Regions from separate parts of the Hordeum vulgare genome. Here region 2 is linked to region 1. A link is a contact called in public Hi-C data. All regions are on one chromosome and are shown on one strand. The core of a region is the stretch at or near the end of the contact, and the rest is flanking DNA. Distances in the headings are between cores, read along the strand shown.

Region 1 (7,043 bases), core at 2,810-5,309:
ATTGTTAGACCCAGATCGATTACACCATGTTTCAGCCGTTCTCGGAAAGCTTCGAGCCCTTTCCTCGATATGAAGCTGAACCGGTGCACATCAAGGTCTATCTCCAAGTAATTTGATCCCTGTATGTATCAACCACATATGTTATGTAGGAATCAAGATGCTACAAAAGATGGAATGCATCAAGAAAATGTCACGCACCACATAGAAGTTGTGTTGAGGCCGTGACAGAACTGGCTTTTCATTGTAAGCCTGCACAAGTTTCCTCTCTGCAGAACTCAGATTCATATCATCTGGGTTAACCAGTCCTGTCAATATTTTCAATCTTTCCCTGTAAGGGATAGTTGAGTCCAATGGAAAGCCTTTGACCTTTTCTACCTCATCGCTTACAAGCCTCTGTAAATAAGACAGGAAACAGAGATTAAGGGCATATCAGTTCAGGTCATCAGGATTAACATGCATCAGTTGTCTGCGAACAAAGACGGCGCCTGATGAGAGAGAAATTTTACCTTGATACTCTCATAGAACTGAGGAGAAATCTCTTTCTCAAAGTTGTCGTTCAGTTTGAAATACAATACAAGATTGATCCCTTCCCCATCGCTGTCACCAAGGAAGATAGCTGTCGGATATGTAGGCATCTGGGTGCAAAATATATACGCATTAGTAATCATCTGGGTGCAAAATATATACGCATTAGTAATCGTTGCAACAACTAGCATGCCCAAAATTAAGGGGGAACCAGCGAGTGCTGACGATCGTACCTGAATATTTACGATAAGTAACGACGGAACTTTCTCGCTTGGCCTTATAGATGGAAGCTCAATATGCTGGGCAATGTGGTGTATTTTCCTTGGTGACATGAATATGTCCACGCCAATTGGAGTATATGGAGAACTCCCTGGGGCAGCCGACTTCTTTTTGTCTCTACATGAAAGTTATACAAATTAAAACCAAGTTCATGCACTAGATTTTTACAAAAGACAAGCAAAGGGTGCACCAACTCTTACCTGAAAAAGTTTTCTCCGCGTAGCTTGAAGGTCGAAGGCTCAAGAGTGGACCAACAACCTTCTGATATTTTCTCGCTGGCTTGAGGAATCAATAGGCCGGCTCTTGGACGAATCAAGTACCTCCTAGAGCCTGTGGATACAGATTCAACATCAACCATGTTTCTGAAAACTACCTCTAATGTAAAAAAAATGGTAAAACACATCAGAGGAAAACTCACATATTTCAGTAGTTTGCTCCCCATCAAAAGATGTCCTCGTGAAAGAGAGCCTGACAACTCCTGACTTCTTCTTTTGGCCCCGTGGGCTCGCCACTCCCAAAGGCTGAACCTTATTTGCATGACGAGGCGTGCACACTGGTGTCAAACTTTTGAAGATACTTTCATGAGATTTTTCTCCATCTTTGAAAGACTTCAAATTATTGCATGCCTCGTCGCTTCGTCGAAGTTTTGTCAGCACTTTTACGCCCTCAGTTCTCGTCTTTGCTTCCTGCACCTTTGCACCAGAGACATCAGATGTTTCCGAGCTTACAATTTTAAGCCTCTCTGCTTCCTGAACACCAGATTGGCTTGATTTATCCATACAGTTTGCATCTCTTGTTAGGTACTGCCCAACAGCTTGAGCAACACATGAACTGTCAAAAAACTTCTCGAACTTCTGGAAGCAATCAGCAATACATGAAGCATCTTCGCACTGCACTAAGTGCGTCCTTCCTGCGCTCGACATGGCAGGAAAGTCTGCAAGAAAATATTGTGCATAAATAAAAATATGTGACCAATGCATGTGCCTAGTGCGAATGAAATCTGTCCAGAGAAAAGACAATACACCTCCGTTGACACTGCTGAAATCTTCATCAGAATCAGAACCCAAAATACTGACAGAATCGAACCATGCTTCTTCCTGACATACCACTGGACCAATAGGGCAAAATATAAGGACTTTTGATCCTAAATGTGAAATGTAAAGACATTGGATCCTAAAATGTATGAAGTTAACATGAAAATTCCGATTACCGCTTCCATTTTCTGATTCTAGCTCGCTATGATGCCACTGCAGCTGTGTGAGGTGGAATGTTACATTCGAGCCATCAGATTTCCTGCGAGTGGCCGCCGAAGTCTCCACATGGACAACTTCTCCAGAAGCAGCACAGTTCCCCACATCACTGGGGCGTATCATAGGCGTATTTCTCAAAACCTTTCCGCGACGATATATGAAGCGCAATCTCTGCGGCTTCCGCCTTCTGCTTGAGGACACACAGGCACCCATGGTAGTAGTTGTGAGAGGATTTATTCTTCAGAGTCTCAACAAATGTAGACTTCCAAGAAGCTGCACAAGAAAAAGGCTCAAGAGAGATCAGCTAGCTTGTCCTTCACAGTGTGGAGATTACTTGTGTGCCTACCCTAGATTACTTGTAGTGCATCTGAAAGTTGGTCGCCTAATTCATGCAGCTATATGAAAAAAACTTACGTACAAATTTGATAAAAAGAAAGAAGATGCCAAAATACATCCATTTTATGGTTCTTCAAATCTTCAATGATGCAGTAAAAGTAAAACGGATAAAAAAAAACAGGTCCCCCCTCCTACTGACGATCTTGAGGGTGCTTAATTCAGAACTTAATACGGTACTACATAGGAACTTGCAACGAGGGGGCATGCACTGATCTTAGAACAAGATGCAGGAACAAAAGCAGACAATGAAACCATGAAATTCTTACTGTGACAGTAGAAGGCAGAGAGATCAATCAAAATAGCACTAGCAAATTTCTTGAACGGCTACATTACATACATGGATGGAACTAGAAATACCTGGTGATGAACAGGGCAAATGAGGCCGGAGATGCGATGCCTACTACTAGTAATCACCAGCGCAGCACTCCGCCTCCTTGTGACAGCCTGCGCACAAATCCATTTACTGACCGTTCAAATGTGGAAAGACATGTATGCTCATAATAAAACCGCAAATCAACAGTTGGTCTGCGCATCATCGCAGCTATATAATTAGAATTGATCTGAATCAAGGGGAAATGCTATACTAAATAAGAACTAGACAGGAAATGGCTGTACTGGAAACAACTGGGAGCTCCAGGTAAAACAATAAACAAGTGTGAAGATTCTGCCGAGCTTTATTGCTGGTTGAACATCTCAGCTCGACAAGTTGACTCCATGGCCACTAACGAAGGATTTTTTTTAGGCTTTTTTAAGAGGCGACGAACACAGAAACCCAGAGTGGAGTGGGGATTAAAATAGTCGGATTGAAACTAGCAACAGAACTGGATCTTACTACTTAGCCAAGAACTTCTGTTCTTTCAGAGAGGAAAGGAGAGGAGAGGAAATCAAATAGTAGTCGCCAGCAAGAACCTGAAGGAGTTGGATTCACGTCTGCGCAGACTAATCCCGCAAATCAAATGACAGCACAGAGGAAAGAGCCCGGATGAATCAGAGCAAACAAATTAATCAAATGCAGGGGCATTTTTTTTTTCTGAAGGCAGGGCCAGGCAGCAGCTCGATCAAAAGGGAGTGGCCCTGCTCCTAGCTACTTATTAGCAGCAGAGGGAAACAAGAGATGGTCTGCGTGGAAGCAACCCAGGCTGAATCCAAGCAGAAATCGACAGCACAGCCGCGGCATTGGTGGATAAGCAGAAGAACCGCTCGTAGCTGTGTGTGCTCTGCCGACAAACCAATCGCGACGGCGAAAAGAACACCAAATAAGCAGAAGCAAGAGGGGTGGATTTCGAGGTCGATCCAGGACCAGCAAGGCCGCCTCCTCCCCCGCCAAGAACACCAAACAAGAAAAACAATCCTCGCGAAAAGAGAGAGAGAGAGAGAGAGAGACGGGTACCGAAGCATCACAAGGAGGGGACGGGCGGCGGCGGCGAGGTGGCCGGCCGGAGCGGGGCGGGGCGGACGGTGGATGGAGATGGCCGGGCCGGCAGGAGCGAAGTCGCCGAGGTGGTGGTGGTGGTGGTGGTGGTATCGTATATACACGTAGTATATACCCCCACGTGTGGATCGGAGGAGGCGGAGAGCTGATGGGAAGGCTCGACTTCAAAGGCAGGTGGTGGTGGTGGGGGGTGGGGGCAAGAAAAGGAAAGGAAAGATTGGAGGCTACAGTGCGGCACGGCCTTTCTCCTCCTGCGCTGCGCACGAACGATCATCGGTGTGTTTGGCTCGGAGCATCGACCGATCTTCCGCTGTTTCCGGACGAAATTTGCTTTCGGAGCAGAGTACGCACGCTCCACAGTAGTAGTGGTGGACTCGCAAGAGCATATACAGTCGGATTTCACGAATCTGACCTCTCCATGGACAGTAACCGATCATGCTTTAAATAATACACTCTATAATCGTACACATTAAATTATAAAACTCAAATTTATATTATTACATGCAACGTAAATGTAATACAAACGGAGCTCGTTCAGCTTCGTCGTGTCCATGTACGACGATCGGCTGCGTCTCTCGTAGTGTCGGTCCGGTCGTCCGCGAGGTAGAGTAGGACACGGGGCACTAGACAGCTCACGGGAGTCGAGCTCTCGTCGTCTCTCATGTCCTACTATTCCTCGTCGGAGCCCGTGACCCGGACGGTGTCGATGGACGCCAAGTTGACGACGGATCCTTCTTGGGAGGAGACAATGTCGACCACAACGCGGTTGCGACGTCCGCACCCATGCATTATACGGGGCGGTGGAGAGTGTAACTCCACCTCTACAAAGTCCATCGTTGTGAGAGCCTCCGCCGCCTCCCGCGCCCACTGCCTCGCACGGAGGGCATGCCGCACCATGTTAGTGTTCGAGGACGCCCAAGGTGCGTCCATGACGCGCCAATGAAGGGGTTGCGCGTCTACCACAACGTTCGGACGCCAGACAGACCACACTGCCTCCGATGAGGCAAATGATGTCTGATTCAGGCACCCGTTGTGCCAACGTAATGGATTCTCGACGCTACGCGTTGGACTGCTGCCGGAGGGTGGCCACCTCCCGGGAACAAAGGAGAGCAAGTCGAACGACCATCTCCTCCTCGGGACCGCGTGAGATGAACTCGTGGTCAACAGAGCTGGAGATGAAAGACTGGGATCAGCTGCCCGCTATGTCGGAGAAGGACGGAGATCGTCGGAGGCGAGCTTGGGTGACGGATGGGAGTGAAAGGGAGTGAAGTAAAGTAGTTAGGGTTTGGTTCGGCGAGCGAATAGGAATGAATATATGTGGGGTCAACACGAGCCACTGCGGGACAGGCGGGCATGCCCGGGCTCCCCCATATCCGCTCCATATTTGGGCTAGATATGAGGGATGCCGGTGAGCCAAGACATTTGATGCCGGTTTGAAAGGCCGAGTTGGGTCGAAATTTCGTGACTAGATGGCCTGACCGGGCGTTCGAGGGGAGTATTATGGGTCTTGTAGATGCCCTAAGGGCAACTCCAGCGCACGACTTATCATGTCTGTGTTTGTCCGTTTAGGCCAAAAAAACAGAAGGCACAACCCAACACACGATGGTATTCACATTTTATATCCGTTTAGCGCTCGACCTGCTCCATTTCCTATGCAAACATGCGCTCGTTTTGCGTACACACGGACGTCAAACGGATGTGCACACGCTCGTTCCATGTCCACCTCGGGCCCGCGTGTCAACCTCTCACCGTTTACATTTATGACGCAGGTGCGACCGGACCCGCCTGGCAGCCACCCCGACCGAGCGGTCGTCCTTTCTAATGTGGAAATCATGGACAGGCAGGAGTCCACACTTCAACTCTCAACGACGCGTACCTCTTCGAGCCTCGACAAGCAAACCCTAGCTCGCTCTCCTCCACATCCACGTCAGCAACAATGGTTGGCCGTTATTTCCCCGTCCGCAAGACGAGGCACGACCACAAGGACGGTTTTGTCGTCCGGCAGCCGTCGCCTCTCCACTACCCACCTCCACCTCCACATCCATCGTCTGCATTCCATATCTCGATGGACGAGACCGCACATTGGATGAGACCGTACATTAAGACGGAGGTCTGCAAGAGATATTGGGATACGTGCACACCGTTGCCGTGGAGTGACGTGCACCTCCCCAATAAGTGGCACCTCTCCACACATCGGATGCCCGTTTCCTCGATCCCGATGAGAGATTGCGCCAACCATGAGGAGATCGATCGGCACCGCTCCCACCTGCAGTCGGACCTCATCGACGACTGAAGGTACACCATCGACTCCCTGCTTTGGGATACATGGCTCCACGATGAGCACGGCATCCACTCGCAATCTTTCTTTTTCGGTCGTCCTCCAAGCCCGTCGCGGGCGCGCTCCGAGCCCGTCCAGCCACATGGGCGTAGGCTGGTTCGCGACCTGACTCCTACGCCGTCGTCGTCTCCGTCCCCGCCACCACCCGAGCCAATGACAAACCGAGGAGGAGGAGCTCATGAGGCAGGTGATGGAGGACTCCCTCCACGCCCACGACGAGCGCCAATGGTAGGGCCTCGACGAGATGATGGCCCTGCCAGCGGTCAACGATGTCGCCTTCCTAGAACTGGACGCCTACATCAAGAAGGAGGCCATGAAGGACGTTTGTTTGGAGGCGCCGACGGAGGAGGTGCCGACGGGTTGGAACCCGACATTGACCGGGGAGTCCTGGTCATGACCGGAGACGTGTCGTGCATGTCTAAGGTGGACACCGGCCCGTGGTCACCCTCCCCGCCACGGGGTAGAGGTTGTCCACGTGCCACCGCCACAAAACACGTCTTCGATCTGGCAAGGGCCACCAACCTACTTCTAGAAGCCACCTCATACGTCGACCTCAACGGCGACAAGTAGGACAACGGCTACGGAAGACGACGGCACCCGTGGTGGCGACGGGCCTTATCTAGTTTTTTTTTATATTAATGTTGTGAACTTGGATTTTTAATATTTATATTTTTTTACATCATTTGTAATGTTTATTTGAATTTTTGTGTGTTAAATTTCAAGTTCGAATGAACGGACAGTTTGGGATGCAATGGGTCGGTTAAACGCATCGACCACCGCACGATTGCAAGTGAAGTGACGTTTTTCTAATCTCTACTAATAA
Region 2 (7,043 bases), core at 3,119-5,618, 340 kb after region 1:
CAAGCCTTCGAGACAATAGTTTGCAAGTTGGATTGACTTAGGCTAGTAAATTGCGCCAAGTAGGTCGTCTTGGTAGAGTAAATCCTATCATTGGATAGCTTCGAGAGGATGGTGTCTCGGACACCGGGTTGGATAGTGTCAGGTGAGAGCTTGCTCCATAGGGCAAAAAATTGTTGGAGGTGCACTGAGGATAATCCTGCTATCATGTCAATCAAACAAACCCAATGGTCCTTTCTGAGTGCGGAAGCCATAGTGCCATGTTTTTTTTCTTGATAGCTTGAAAATATGTGGAGCAATTCTTTGGGGCGGATGCCATCTAACCAAGATGATTCCTAAAATTTGTCCTTAGATCCATCACCTAACATGACCTTAATGGCAGTCGCAAAGATGTCCCGATCCGCCTTGCCACACGGGATTTTTGTACCGTACCATGCCCTTGGGGATCCTCCCACTCTAAACAAAGCCATCTAAGATGAAGCACGGTGGCAAACATTTTCAGATTGAGTATTCCAAGACCCTCAAACTGTTTGGGCATGCAGACGTGCTCCTAGTTAATTTTGCATTTGTCGTCGGACACGACGTCAGTACCAGCCAAAGGTATGCTCTTCATAGACCATCCAATTTTTGTAGCACCTCCACCGGGAGGTCCAAAGAGGTGATATGGTAGATGGACCAAGGCCATACGGTCCGCAATAGCCACATGCCGCAATAGCCACATGAGAGCCGCCTTGACCAAGGCCATACGACCCGTAATAGCCACGTGCCTCCCTCTGCAAGGTGCAAGCTTCCCGTCCGCTTTGTCTTCGAGGTGTCGAAAGTGGATCCTTTTGAGCCGCCGAATTGCCAATGGTAGGCCTATGTAACGAATTGGGAAGGAGGATCGGCATGCCGAAAATTGTTGTAGGATGTCATCAAGGTCCAAACTTGCGCACTGTTAGGGGCAACCAAGCTCTTCACACAGTTGGCGACGAGCCCGGTTGACTCACCGAATGAGGAAAGTGCAATGAAACTGACACCCTCCTTGATAGGGGCACAAAAAAGCGATGCATCATTAGCGTATGGTGAAGCCCTGATGCCCGCAAAGCGGCTGCCTAGCGGGTGTAGCAGACCTGAGAGGTGGCCTTGGCCAGGATGTGATGCAGCTGGTCAATGGAAAGCACAGAGCAAAATATCACCTTATTCTCCTTGAGTCTCCTCCACACACAGCAAGAGTTCTGTGGTGTATCTCCTTCTACTCCTATGAGTGATATTCCAATCGACAAGCATGGTAAAAAAAGTGGTCAAACATGGTATGAAAGATATGAATTGCCACACATAGTTTTGTGGTGCTTCTTCAATGCATATTCATGTTTTACCCCATCTACCCCTATGGGCGATAATTCCGTGGTGGTTCTTCAACGCCTATTCATGTTTTATTTTGACCATATATTGTATTTGGACATCATTCTTTGTTTAAACGCCTATTTATATGGGTCAAAAACATATAATGATTTACAACAATTAGGCATTCGACATCAGATCCCTTCAAACGACTGACATCAGTAATGACCGTTACAAGCATAGGGACCGACCAACAGCTTCCCTTTCAGATCTTACACCATGTTTACCTATATATCAGGCCCGGGCATGAACCCATCCTACGGATTTCAGCTACAGTACAGCGGAATATTGGCAGGCTTGTACAGGAATGCCTTAACGCTGTGCGAGTTCCCTGAGTGTTTGTTGTATGTGAACTTGACCCCAGAGTGTGCATCGCCCCTCCTCGTGCAATGCTGGTGGAAGCTGCTGATGGGCCTCGCCAGGCACGAGTCCCACCGGTCGCTCTCCGGCATCGTCTCCGCAACACTGTAGATGCCCTCGTAGTTTGTGAATGCCTGGTAGTTGATGACCTCACCAGATTTCGTAATGCACAGAACAGCAACCTCAGCGCCTATACAAGACACAAAGATGTACATGAGCAAGACGAGATTTAAACAGATTAGCTTGCAGAAACCTTAATTGTGCGCAACACAATGAACAATCCAAAGCAAAGAAAACAAAATGGAATTAGTAAGAGACAGGCAGCACATGTGTGCTTGCCAGTCACATCAAAGGTTCAAGATGTAATTCATTTTCAGTTTGGTAGTACCACCTAAAGATCGCCACTTCAGATTTACACTAACATTTTCCAATACACTTTGATAGCTTACAGCATGTAAGCGTTATGAAATATCCCTAATTTTCTTGACAAAAAGGGATGTCAAAAGCCATTGTTGACACCTGCGCTAGCACCAGCACTGCTCGACCCATTTGTGTTTTCATCTCAGTTTGTTCATGGATGGTTGAATTACTGAATCGGCCTACCTGAGTTTCTAAAATGGTTGATTCAACAGCCACTCGGCCCACTCCCTCTCCTCCAACTTGATTTTTGATGTAGTGGTTGAATTGCCGAAATTATGCCTGTAGCTATACCGTGAAACAATCTACGCCAGCAGAATGACGACTGTACCAGTACAGTATGATGGTTCGGGAAAAAATAAAATAAAAAAGGAATATTGATACAATAGGCAGAAAGTTCTCCCAATAGGCTTAACAGGCAATGTTTTGACGTCATTCAGTTTGAGCTTGTAGGGGAGCAAGAAAGAGGAAGCAGAAGGGGAGGATGAAGCAGTAGGAGGAGCGGGATGGAGAGGCCAGAGGGGTCAACCTGCAAATCAGTGACAACGACTAACTCCAGGAAATGGACTCCTGCGACTTGGCAGTGGGTGCCCTCATGTTAATGCTTCTCATTGGTGTTCATACTTAGCGGAAAGGAACAGGGATTGGATCGCAAGAGATAGCAGGGAGGTGAAGGATCACCCTCTAGGCTTCTGTGGCCTTGTCCAGCCAAAGCTTAGAGAGAAGCACTATTAATTTCTGTCACACCGTTCACAGTTGCAACTTTATCAAACAGAGAGCACATCAATGGATTTTCTTTGATGACATTTGAGAAATGCTGACATTTCTTGATCAACAACTAAAATAAGTCTCACAAAACCAAAGGAAAAGTTCACATATATACTGGAAAGAAGTGGATTCAAATTTATCTTTAGAGACGCATTCGGCTATTCCATGGACATGCACTACGCCAATGACTATTATTTCTTACATTGGGAAATGCATTACGTACTCTCTGCAAGCCAATGTACAGACCCACCTGGGTACCTAAATAATTTTGAATTTGATATCTTTAGTTTCCTTTGCGCATGGAGTTTCAGAGAGATATAGTGGAACAGATAATGTAGTGGATACGTGAGGGAAATTTAGGCTATAGTTTACACAACATCTAAGTATATACATATGCAATGATAAGCTCCAGAGAATTACTCGGTAAAGGTCTGTTGTATTGAAGGCAGTACATCATATTTAGCCATCCTTAATAGTTTTCTTATGCAGAAGTCAAGAAATCTACCTGATAGTTAAGTTAACCTCAATTTTGGAACATGTTTTGAGTTAAAGCCGTCCCTGTAATTTGATTTGTTCCCATGGCAGTGAAAAGCAGTTTATGCACTTTCATACGTTCCCAGAACATGTAGGATAGAAGTCAAACCCTTTTCCTTATTTCTTCTTATGTCTTTTTGCTAGAAACTGAACAACCTTAGAGTGAGATACAGATAACGGCTCATTGTGTTTGCCTCACCTCACCAAATCCCAACTTCTGTATGATGTGCGTCCATGTATGTTCCTCACTAGCTAACACAAGATCCTCCAATTATCTATGTCCGATTTTCATCTCAACAACAGATGACCAGTAGCCAAACATCATATGACCAGTAGCCTAACAGATATCCCACCAGAATTTCCCATGGAATGATACCAAAAGCATTCTCCACGGCCCACGAATTTCCACTAGGGCGAAACTCGCCACTCTGCTCAACGTGTCAACCCAGACAGACCAGGTAAACCGAGAACTAAATTCGAGATCCAAAACAGCTGAACCGAGATCCGCGGAAGCGATGGCTCGAAATGTAGCTCCGTGGCCACGAGAGCACAGAGGGCGGCGACAGCAACTTAGATAGGTTCGAAGGAGGAGACAGGCTCACTGGGCTGACCTTCGAGGGCGTGGTCCTCGGGCCCGATGGCAGAGTCGGCGCAGACGTCGCAGACGACGCGGCCGCGGATCTCCCCCGTCCACGCTTCGGCTGTAGGGGCCGCCGCAAGCAGGAAAGCGAGGAGGGCCAGGTGGAGCGGGAGCAGACACCGGTGAAGGAGAGAACACGCCGTCGCCATGGATTGGGATGTTTGGTCGAGCTACTCTTTCCTCTCTCTCTCTCTCTCTCTCTCTCTTTGAGACGAGCTACTCTTTCCTTTTTTTTTCTTTTCTTTTTTTGAAATGACGAGCAACTCTTTCCTGATGGTGGGAGAAGGGGTTGGTGACATTTTACCTTTCGCGGGAGTATTGACAAGGATGTAGAGTAGGAAACCAGCAAGAACTAGGCCTGGGCAGCCCGGCGCAAAAAAGGGCCGGGCCTGGTCAGGTTTGTCTCCATGGATGGGTTTGAGCCTGGGTTTGCAGCCCAAAAGATAGTTGAGAGAATTACTTATTTAGCACTGTCTTAAATTTTGTTTCCCTGTTTGACACCAATTTTTTTTTTTCTTCTTTACCTACTAATAAAGCAATTAGTGCTTCTGTCGTCCGTCATTAACACTATCCATAAAGTTGATGAAAATTACCCACAATTGTCACTTATAAGTCATAGAAAACGTTCCAAACAGGAAAATCTTCGGACTGGGCCGGCCCATGTAGGCACCTCCTATATTACGCTCTGAGCATAGGAAAAAGATGCAGCACACCTATTTGGACCGGCCCATGCGTGCCAGCCTGTTCTTTTACTTTACTTTTTTATTTTACTTTTCAGTTCCATTTTTTATACTTTAAATAACTTAGAACTTCAAATAACTTTTCTTAAATTTAAGAAACTGAGAATTTTGAAATAAAATATTAAAAAACATAATTTTTTTGAGAATTCAAAAACTACTCAGGAGTTTTGAAAAATGTTTGCATATACAAAAAAATGTTTAAATTTTTAGAAAATGTCTGTAAAATGAAAAAAGTCAATAATTTTAAACAAAAGTCCGTGTAAAAATCTTTAAAACAGTTCGTGCCTCTGTTTTTAGTCTCATTTTTTAATTTTAATTTTCTGTTCCATTTTTTTAAAATTTTAATAATATCGACTTTTGAAAAACTTTTGCAACTTATAAAACTGAGAATTTTGAAATAGAATTTCGAAGAAAACATAAAATATTTTTGAATTCAAAAAATGCTCGGGATATTTGTAAAAGTATTCCCATATTCAGAAAAATGTTCATAATTTTGAGAACAATGTTGGTGAAAAGAATAAAAGTCCATGATTTTGAGAAAAAAGTTTGTGTATTATTTTTTGAGTGCAATTGAAAAAATTGTTTGCTAATTCAAAAAATGTTCATGCATTTCAAGAAATGTCCTAAAATTTTAAGGACGTAATATGATCAACATCCTTGAAGATTATAATTATTTTTCTCCCGTTGCAACGCACGGGCCCTTTTGCTAGTATTTAAATATAACTTTTGTTCCCTCTATGACACTTTCATTCATTTTTACTACCAACTAGGCAACTATGTTAAGTAACACCTAAAAAGATGATTTTATCCCTCGTGCAACTTATGGCCAAAATTATTCATGTGACTAGAGAATCAATACCTATTTTCATGCTTATATATACAATCATCGTCGATGTCACTGAACCAATTTTTTATTTAAAAACATATACACAAAACATACCTCAAATGCAAATTAAAAGGTTTAGATTTTAATTAAAAAATCACGAGGAACGAGCGCCTGAACCCGCATCCTCTTCCTGCCTCCTCCTGTTCCTGCCTCACATAGACGTCGTCGCCACCTTCTCCTCCGCCTGCCCAACCCCCCCCCCCCACCCGCTGCCTCCTCCTCGTGCTGCTGCTCGCCGTCGCTGCCGCCTCCTTCTGCCCGTCGCCAATGTCGCCGCCTCCTTCTCCTGCCTCACGCCCCATCACCCCGCCGCCCAGCCGCCCCCTCCGGTGAGATTTTTTTGTTCTTTGTTTTTTCCTTTAATTGATACTGTTAATTAGGTTAGTGCTAGGTTAGGTTAGAAAAGAACTAATTAGGTTAGTGCTAGGTTAGTCATAATTAGAAGAAGAAGAAGAAAAGAAGAATAAGTAAAAGAAGAGGAAAAAGGAAAAGAAGGAAGAAGAAGAAGAGGAGGAGGAGGAGGAGGAGAAGAAAAGAAGAAGAAGAAGAAGAAGAAGAAGAAGAAGAAGAAGAAGAAGAAGAAGAAGAAGAAGAAGAAGAAGAAGAAGAAGAAGAAGAAGAGGAAAAAGGAAAAGAAGAAGAAAAAGAAGAAGAAGAAGAAGAAGAAGAAGAAGAAGAAGAAGAGGAAAAGAGGAGAAGAAGAGGAAAACAGAATAAGAGGAGAAAGAAAGAAGAAAAGGATGAGAAGAAAAGAAGAAGAAGAAGAAGAAGAAGAAGAAGAAGAAGAAGAAGAAGAAGAAGAAGAAGAAGAGAAGAAAAGGAAGAAGAAGAAGAAGAAATAGAGGAGAAGAAGAATAAAATAGAACTGGAAAATAGTTATATATAGAGAGATTCTTTTATCGGGATTGAATATTCGTGTTGATCGAGTGGATTTAAATGTGCATTTGTTTTGTTGTTGTGAGGGTCTGGTGTTCGACGACCTCCTCGTGCGTTCGACGAGCTCAAGTGCCTCCATGGGTGAGCACAAATGACATCTCCTCCTCCCCTCTTCATTTTCTTTGTTCCAGTTTTCGTGCCGATGATACTTGCTAGCTATAGGTAGATTCAATCATCAATATGCATGACCAGTATGTGTCTCCTGTTTGAAAGGGTTATAGTTATAAATATGCATGCATTTTGCATATTTATAACCGTGATTCTTTCGAATTGTCCAATGTTATCCATGGACAGCCTGAGTATGTGTAGACTGAGTTTGTTTTCCCATGCTCTGCTCCGGATCCGATGCAGAATTTTGTCAGAGCCTCCCTGTTGTTCTCCG

The links. A called contact is a pair of places that touch in the nucleus more often than the background predicts.
Region 2: a contact with region 1 is called in a Hi-C map of seedling, with 3 times the contacts expected there. The contact joins the promoter of LOC123397948 here to the promoter of LOC123395727 in region 1. A contact is called at or near these places in 2 of 6 Hi-C or Micro-C datasets (leaf and seedling) and 1 of 1 datasets of contacts at active chromatin or transcription factors (embryo).

The regions. Positions count from the first base shown.
Region 1 is chr5H:81,083,694-81,090,736 of MorexV3_pseudomolecules_assembly, forward strand. It overlaps LOC123395727, which reads right to left and starts at 4,060. Exons shown (of 11, transcript XM_045090754.1): 1 at 3,841-4,060; 2 at 2,808-2,894; 3 at 2,015-2,327; 4 at 1,829-1,912; 5 at 1,223-1,738; 6 at 1,005-1,134; 7 at 759-921; 8 at 507-635; 9 at 199-393; 10 at 1-119. The coding sequence starts at 2,267.
Region 2 is chr5H:81,425,332-81,432,374 of MorexV3_pseudomolecules_assembly, forward strand. LOC123397948 reads right to left here and starts at 4,369. Exons shown (of 2, transcript XM_045092458.1): 1 at 4,071-4,369; 2 at 1,448-1,930. The coding sequence starts at 4,248. The coding sequence ends at 1,647.